2 separate regions of the Drosophila melanogaster genome follow, and region 1 is linked to region 2. The links are chromatin contacts, called in public Hi-C maps. All regions are on one chromosome and are shown on one strand. The core of a region is the stretch at or near the end of the contact, and the rest is flanking DNA. Distances in the headings are between cores, read along the strand shown. Region 1 holds the start of nuf (nuclear fallout). Region 2 holds the start of Pex1 (Peroxin 1).

The links. A called contact is a pair of places that touch in the nucleus more often than the background predicts.
Region 1: a Hi-C map of the Kc167 cell line shows a contact between it and region 2, with 4 times the contacts expected there. A contact is called at or near these places in 5 of 107 Hi-C or Micro-C datasets (the Clone 8 cell line, the Kc167 cell line and embryo) and 3 of 7 datasets of targeted methods (the Kc167 cell line and the S2 cell line).

Annotation. Positions count from the first base shown.
Region 1 is chr3L:14,189,260-14,192,546 of dm6, reverse strand. It overlaps nuf (nuclear fallout), which reads right to left and starts at 1,677. Exons shown (of 12, transcript NM_001259821.2): 1 at 956-1,677. It overlaps nan (nanchung), which reads left to right and starts at 2,899. Exons shown (of 9, transcript NM_140439.3): 1 at 2,899-3,287. The coding sequence starts at 3,125.
Region 2 is chr3L:14,069,924-14,073,226 of dm6, reverse strand. Pex1 (Peroxin 1) reads right to left here and starts at 1,335. Exons shown (of 9, transcript NM_143759.3): 1 at 1,167-1,335; 2 at 966-1,092; 3 at 742-845; 4 at 354-468; 5 at 1-295. The coding sequence starts at 1,259. It overlaps Frl (Formin-like), which reads right to left. Exons shown (of 9, transcript NM_001144476.3): 9 at 1,644-3,303. The coding sequence ends at 3,093.

The sequences.
Region 1 (3,287 bases), core at 428-2,927, 120 kb before region 2:
AAAACAAGCGGGTGGGGGAGAAACAAAAGCTAAAATAGCAAGTGAGCCAAACAAAAAGTCAACGATGTCTCTGCCTGGCACGAAAAGCTGGCTCAAACCCACAATGAAAAAAATAAAACGTAGGGAGAATTGCAGGCGCTACACAAGGGGAATGCGAAAATCAACAAATAAATAAAAACAATTGCGAATTTTCGCATTCGTGGAAATGTTACAACTGTCCCACCACAAGCAAACTTTCCAAATAAATAAATGAGTAAAAGTCGCTTACTTAATGGCCCAAAACAACAGAATGACGATACCAAAGTGTCTTTTTCTAAGCTGTTTCAAATGACTGCGTATTTGAGAATCAATATTATTGAGAATGTGTGATTACACAAAAAGAAATTAATAATAAAGGATGGGAAGCAATTAAGTGCGTCATCTGACAGGCACACTAGTCACGCAGTTAATATAAATGTGTTAAATAACAAACATTACTTTCTCTAACAATAATATGTTTAAATGATATCATGCCTATAATATCATTTTATGTTTTCCTAACCTAATTTACATAGTAAACTATTAGGATAAGTTGAATACTTAATATGACAAGCTACTTTTTTTTAAATAGTTTCACAGCTTAGCTGTAAAGAAACTATTTATCTCGAAATATTTATAACTCTGTCTTAGTATAAGCTTAGTATAAACTAAAGATCAGATTAGATGAGATGAGATCATTTGGGGTATATTATCTTTCCTACAGTCAGATTCTGTAGGAGGTTTAACTTTCGAGATTTGTACTATAGAACTTAATATTTTGCACCCAAAAGTAGTTATTATTGCCCAATTAGATCTCCTTATCTATTCAGTTATCTCGTTTTTCCCTCTTCTTCTTTTAAAGAAACAGTATAACAGTACAGTTTAAACATTTGCTAATTGGGAACCGTTTTGCACACAGTTAGTTCGGGCAACGCACCTGTTGAAATATATTTGCGTATCCAATTGGAGCAGACGAGTGGCTTTAACCGTTAGCTGAACATGAATTTGGTTAAAAACAAAAAAAAACGAATTATTTGCACTTGGCGAAAAGCCACAACAACAACTGAATGGTGAAAATACAGGAACACACACACACACGCGCGCAGTCTAAGGAGAGAGGGAGACGAAGATAGCCGGCGAAGCGCAACAGTTGGATCTCGGTGTTGTTGTTGTTTCTGTTTATGTATTTGTTGCAGAACAGGTAGTTGAGCCGAATATTGCCTAAAATCGGCTTTGTTTATTGTGTTTTATTCGATTTTCTTACACTTTCACTTAATTCAGCATTCTTCGCATATCAAAGCACTTATAGCTGCATTTTTTATTGGTAAATTGTATTTGTACGCGTGCGTAACGTTGGCAACGTCTTTAACTTATTTTTTGAGCTGTGTTGTGATTTGGTGGTTTTACGTGGGAAATATCACCGCGCGCGCTATCGAAAATATGTAAAAGTAATAAAACGCCAAAGTCCAATTGTATATTCCTAATGGTTTTAAATAATGTCGTTTTCCGATACTTCTATACAATTCGACTTCACGCGCGCAGCAACAACTAACGCTTGATTACGAGTAAAAATATTAAAAAAATGCAATTGCAGTTTCGATATATGCCAGCCCGACGATGCGTCCGCTTCAAACTAAATTCGACGACCGAAATCGCGTTGTTTCCGGTTTGCATTGGCTTATATATGGCAAAGTGTGGCCAGTCTCGTAGATCCACAATATCCTTGATTTCTTAGGATTGCTTACATGCAGTATATTTCGCTGCCACAAACACGGTCACTCTTCTTTTCGCTAGCTATGTTAACTCTCTGATATTTTGAACTACTTAACAGAGTAGCAGGTTTCTGAAACACAAATGCTTTTGTGCTCTATCTAATTTTTTTATTTTGCACATATATAATTTTCATAGGTGTTATAGAACTTTATTTATATAGCTTTCTTGTAAAGTATTTACCTTAGGAAATACATTAGAGTTTTATTTCAACTGTCTGATTGGACTATCGTAGACACATACCAAAGTTGTTATCGGACCTAGTCCTCGCTAAGACCTATCGAACTACTAAGCGACTTTAATAAACATATACTTTAGCCGCCTTTTTTGCTTAATCGATTATTATTCGATAGCTTCATTTGGGTTGTTGTCCCAATTAATTAGCTGAAATATTTTGGGAGATATCAAAGCTATAATATTTTATGTCCTTATGGCAAGCGGGCTCACTCTAGCAAATCATAAGTTGAAATCCACTTTAGTTCCGCATAAAATTTTTCCACGTCATCGCTACGAAGTCATTGACACTTTTTTCTGCTAGGTTATCTGTTAACTGTCAGTTCTGGACTGTAGAATAAAGTGACCTTAATGAAAACATAAATTTCAATAAATGATTTAAATTGCTTATAATTGAAAGTGAAATTTTGAGTATTGTCTGGTGTGAACGCTGTGTAACAAATCTTGTAGAATACTCGTGTAGTTAAAAATGTAGAAAATATTGACACGGCTAAGCCCTGACAGCGAGGACATGAACCACACTGTTTAAGTCAATAATTTTCGAATTCAAAATTCATTTTTAAAAGTAATAAACCGTTTATTTATTTATAAATCATTGTTCCCCAAACTTAAATAATGAAAAAATACATTTTTAAAGCTAGGCTTCATAGTGGACTTTATACATTTTTTTAAAGTATTTTATAAATATGTAACACTATTAATTTTTTTAAATGTTTACCTGACATAAAAATGTAAAATTAAATTATACATGTAAAAAAACAAGATAACAAGTAATACACGACTCACCTACATTTCGTTGATAGATTCATGATAAGCAAACCAAACCCATAGAAGAGGCCAATGAGACTTGTTGAACAGGTGCAACAGGTACGATGTCGTAGCAACACAGCGTAAACAAAGCAAAGGAGCTCAAGTTCAGCTGTTGCATTGGCAACGGACGTGCACGGAAATGTTTTATCAATAGCCACCAATGGACAAGGACCTCGCCATAACAAATAGAAAATTCCAAGAGCAGACAGTTCCTCCAGCAATGTCGCGGTTTAAAAGCGTTTAGAAATTATAAAAAAAAAACCCAGGGGAAGAGTGAATTTGGGATCGGATAATGGGGAATACGGAGAGCAATGTTACCAGCGGGGTGAAGAAGCAGGCCGGAGTCTCCACCCAGGCTCTATACAAGTTCGTGAATCTCAAGGGCGGTGGACTCCTGGTGGACATGATGAAAAGAGCCTGTCAAACCAAACAGTTTGCTGAGATCGATCATGCTA
Region 2 (3,303 bases), core at 86-2,585:
CTACGCGAGCTTTCGCGGCGCAAGTCCTTTTTAAGACGCTCCATGTGATCCTGACGCTTGTTACGCTGAATAGTATTTTTCACATTGGACACCGTGGAGGAATGGGTCAACGGTGTTAACTTTTCAGTCAGCTCATCCTTGACCTGGGCAGTGGTTTTACTTCTGGAGAGTTTTGTGTTTTCCTCTATAACACCATTTGAAGTTCCATTGGTCAGACCCTTGTACAGATTGGGCGCCACCACGAGTTCCGTATTGTGATCTATTCTCCCGTAGTTCATGTGCGGCTTCAGACGATCTAACAAAATGGTTTCCAAATTAATACAAACGACATTTCGTTGATGGCATATATTTACCCACTGTCAGCGCAACTTGCATCGACTTATTAATCCAAACAATAAGGATCTGCGTTGAATTCACTATGCGAGTTTGTTCCAGCACACTGCCCGATATCTTTTCAGTGCTAAGTTCCTGCAAAAACGTGTGTTTTCATATTAATAAAAGCAAGTATATGAATTAAGCCCCTTACAGAAAGGGGAAATCTGATTAAAGGTTAATTAATTGGTTAATTTAATCCAATCAATTCAGCGGGTCAATGGCAATGCCGGCCAAGCAATGGCAGTATAAATAAAGACCAAGCGCACGCCCGCGCCAAATGCTAATCCGATATAAACGGACTTGTCTATTTTTAAGCTGACCGCTGATTGCTGGCCACGCCGCCAAGCAGGCGAAACCGTCACTCACTATGATCTCCCAGTCCTTGGACGAGACGGGGGTAACGTGGACGCTGCGCAGGTTGAGAACGTCAGCGATGAGCGCACACTTGACCAGATCATTCTCGTGCAGACCTACGGCAAGAAAGGGTAAGTGGGTGCTGCTAGCGTACGAGGTACGGGGCAGATGGCCGGAGTCCAATATTACGGCACATTGGCAACCGATGCACATCCGGCCGTTAAGTAATGGCTTACCGATCTCCTTGGCCGCTCTGGCATTGATCCCAATCTCGGTGTCTTTAATGCCGCCGCCGCCCTTTTGTGGCGCCCAGGAGGCGTAATGCGTCCGACCATTGTACTGCAAGCTCAGGCAGCCCGTGTCCTAATCAGAATGGTTCACCGGATTAATCTTTGGCGTATCTAATCTGAATGGAGCGAAGACCTTTAGACACTTACATAGGTCGAAACGACGCCGTAGTACTGATCCGGCAGCAGAACAAAGTTGCTCCTGATGGGCCGATAGACCACCTTAAAAGTGCGTTTGAACATTCTCGTTGTGGGCGTGTGTGAATTTAGTACGCTCCTTCCTGGTTTAAATCATTTTCGCACTAAACTTCTGCTCTCAGCGGAATTTACTTTTGCTTTATTAGAGATGGGAGCTCGCGCATCAGCTGAGCCGATACTTGCGCAACAGGTGAGACAGCTGATTAGAGATGGCCCTTTTCAACTGTTCCCAGCAGTGACCGCTGCCATAACCGTTTTTCAAATTTACGTGAGAACAGACATAAAATAAATATTACAGCTCGTAGTAAATGTTATTCTATATTTAAAAGGAAATTGTAATAGTTAAAACTTGCAATGAATCAGTTACGTTCAAAAAAGGAAACACACTTTAGTTTTTGGCTAGTTTATTGGGTTAATAATATTTTATTTAAAATAGTTCGAGTGTTCAATATAGTCATGTAAATGTGTACAAAAGATCCGGCATTTTATATTTAATATATCGATTTCCCTTCACTTTCGCTCCTCGTATACCATGCTGGCGTCTTATCAAATTAAATAACACAATATTTAAAAACTAACAATGCAGAGCGTGCTAATCGTGTATGTTTGCATTAAAACGTTGCGAACTTATCTCCTCTTGCGCTTTTTCCTTATTTTTGCAAATTAAACAGAAAAAGATATTGAAAGGATATGTATGCATAAGGATGCCGATGGCACTTGTAAATATTTAAATACAATAAAACTGTGCTTATAGTTCAACTAAATTCGTTATTGCATTTTTTAAATATATATCTAAGTATCTAAATATCGCGAGAAGACACTATCCAAAAGAGATTACAAAAGCTTTTCAGTTTAATTTGCGTGTAATGTTCTGCTGCTTTATAGTAAACTGCTTTATATCAGTCTTCTTCAATTTGTTGTTGTTCGTGAGAATAAATTGGCATATAAATGGAATATATTTTAATATTGTTTAATATATCCTTTGTATAAAAATTTGAATAAAATTTTATAAAATGTGTGGTTCATTTAGTGTAAAATATTCTAAAAATCATTTCTTCTGGCATGCAATATTTTGGCGTTCGTTTGGACTTTCGTAGCTGGCTGTGTGCGGAGTGAAAAAATAACAACATAAATATTCGATTAAATAGAAAAATATACAAAAGTTTAATGCGTTTTACTCTCTTCTCATACAATTCAATGCTTATTTGACTTACTAATTTCATAAAATTAATTAAAATTCGGAATTACATATGTAGGCTCTCTATATTCATGCGGATTTGCCATCTCGGATGGATGCAGCAAGTATTTCGTATTTGGTTAAAACGTAAGTTTAAAAAATATAATTAAATAGCACATATATAATTTGATATATATGTAAGTATATGTATGTACACAGGGTAAGAGTTAAATCATTATTTAACAACAAAAGATTTGATAAATACACCATTCGAATTTTCAAGTTCAACTTAAGATCTAAGCTTAAGCTTAAGATCTTAAGCAATCAAATTAAAATGCGGTTTTTAAAACAAAATTTTGGCGATATAAATGTTTCTCAAAATTGTAGGCGAGATTCACAGAATGGATGTTGTGCTTGTGCTATAAAAGTTCCGTTCGGAATTGAGACTCCAGTATACGGTTATGTTGGACTTTACTTAAAAATATATTGAAAAATATTCGAAAATATAAGGATTTGCATAAAAGGGAATGTGAATTTGTGTATGTGTAAGAGTGTCTCGAAAACAATTTAATCGCCTAATCACATATTGCAGTATCTGTAATGTTCTCTTTTTGTTTCGGTTTCAGTGTGAATTTTGATTTTCGATTCGTTGCCATTGCCCCGTCGTCGTCATTGCGTCGATCTCTATCTCGTTTTCCGTCCTAACAATCCATTTCCTCCAGGGTGCGCGATAAACGATTATTGTCGATCCTCCGGCGCTGCGACCGCCGCACAGCATCCGCCCGCCTGTACGGCTCGCTCTTCAGGCCGAGCAGGATGTCCTCCAGGGCTCCGTTGTACACCTCGTCCTGCTGCAGCAGCTTTTTCTCGCGCACCGAGTGCGCCTTGCTCTTCAGCTCGTTTATGACAGCT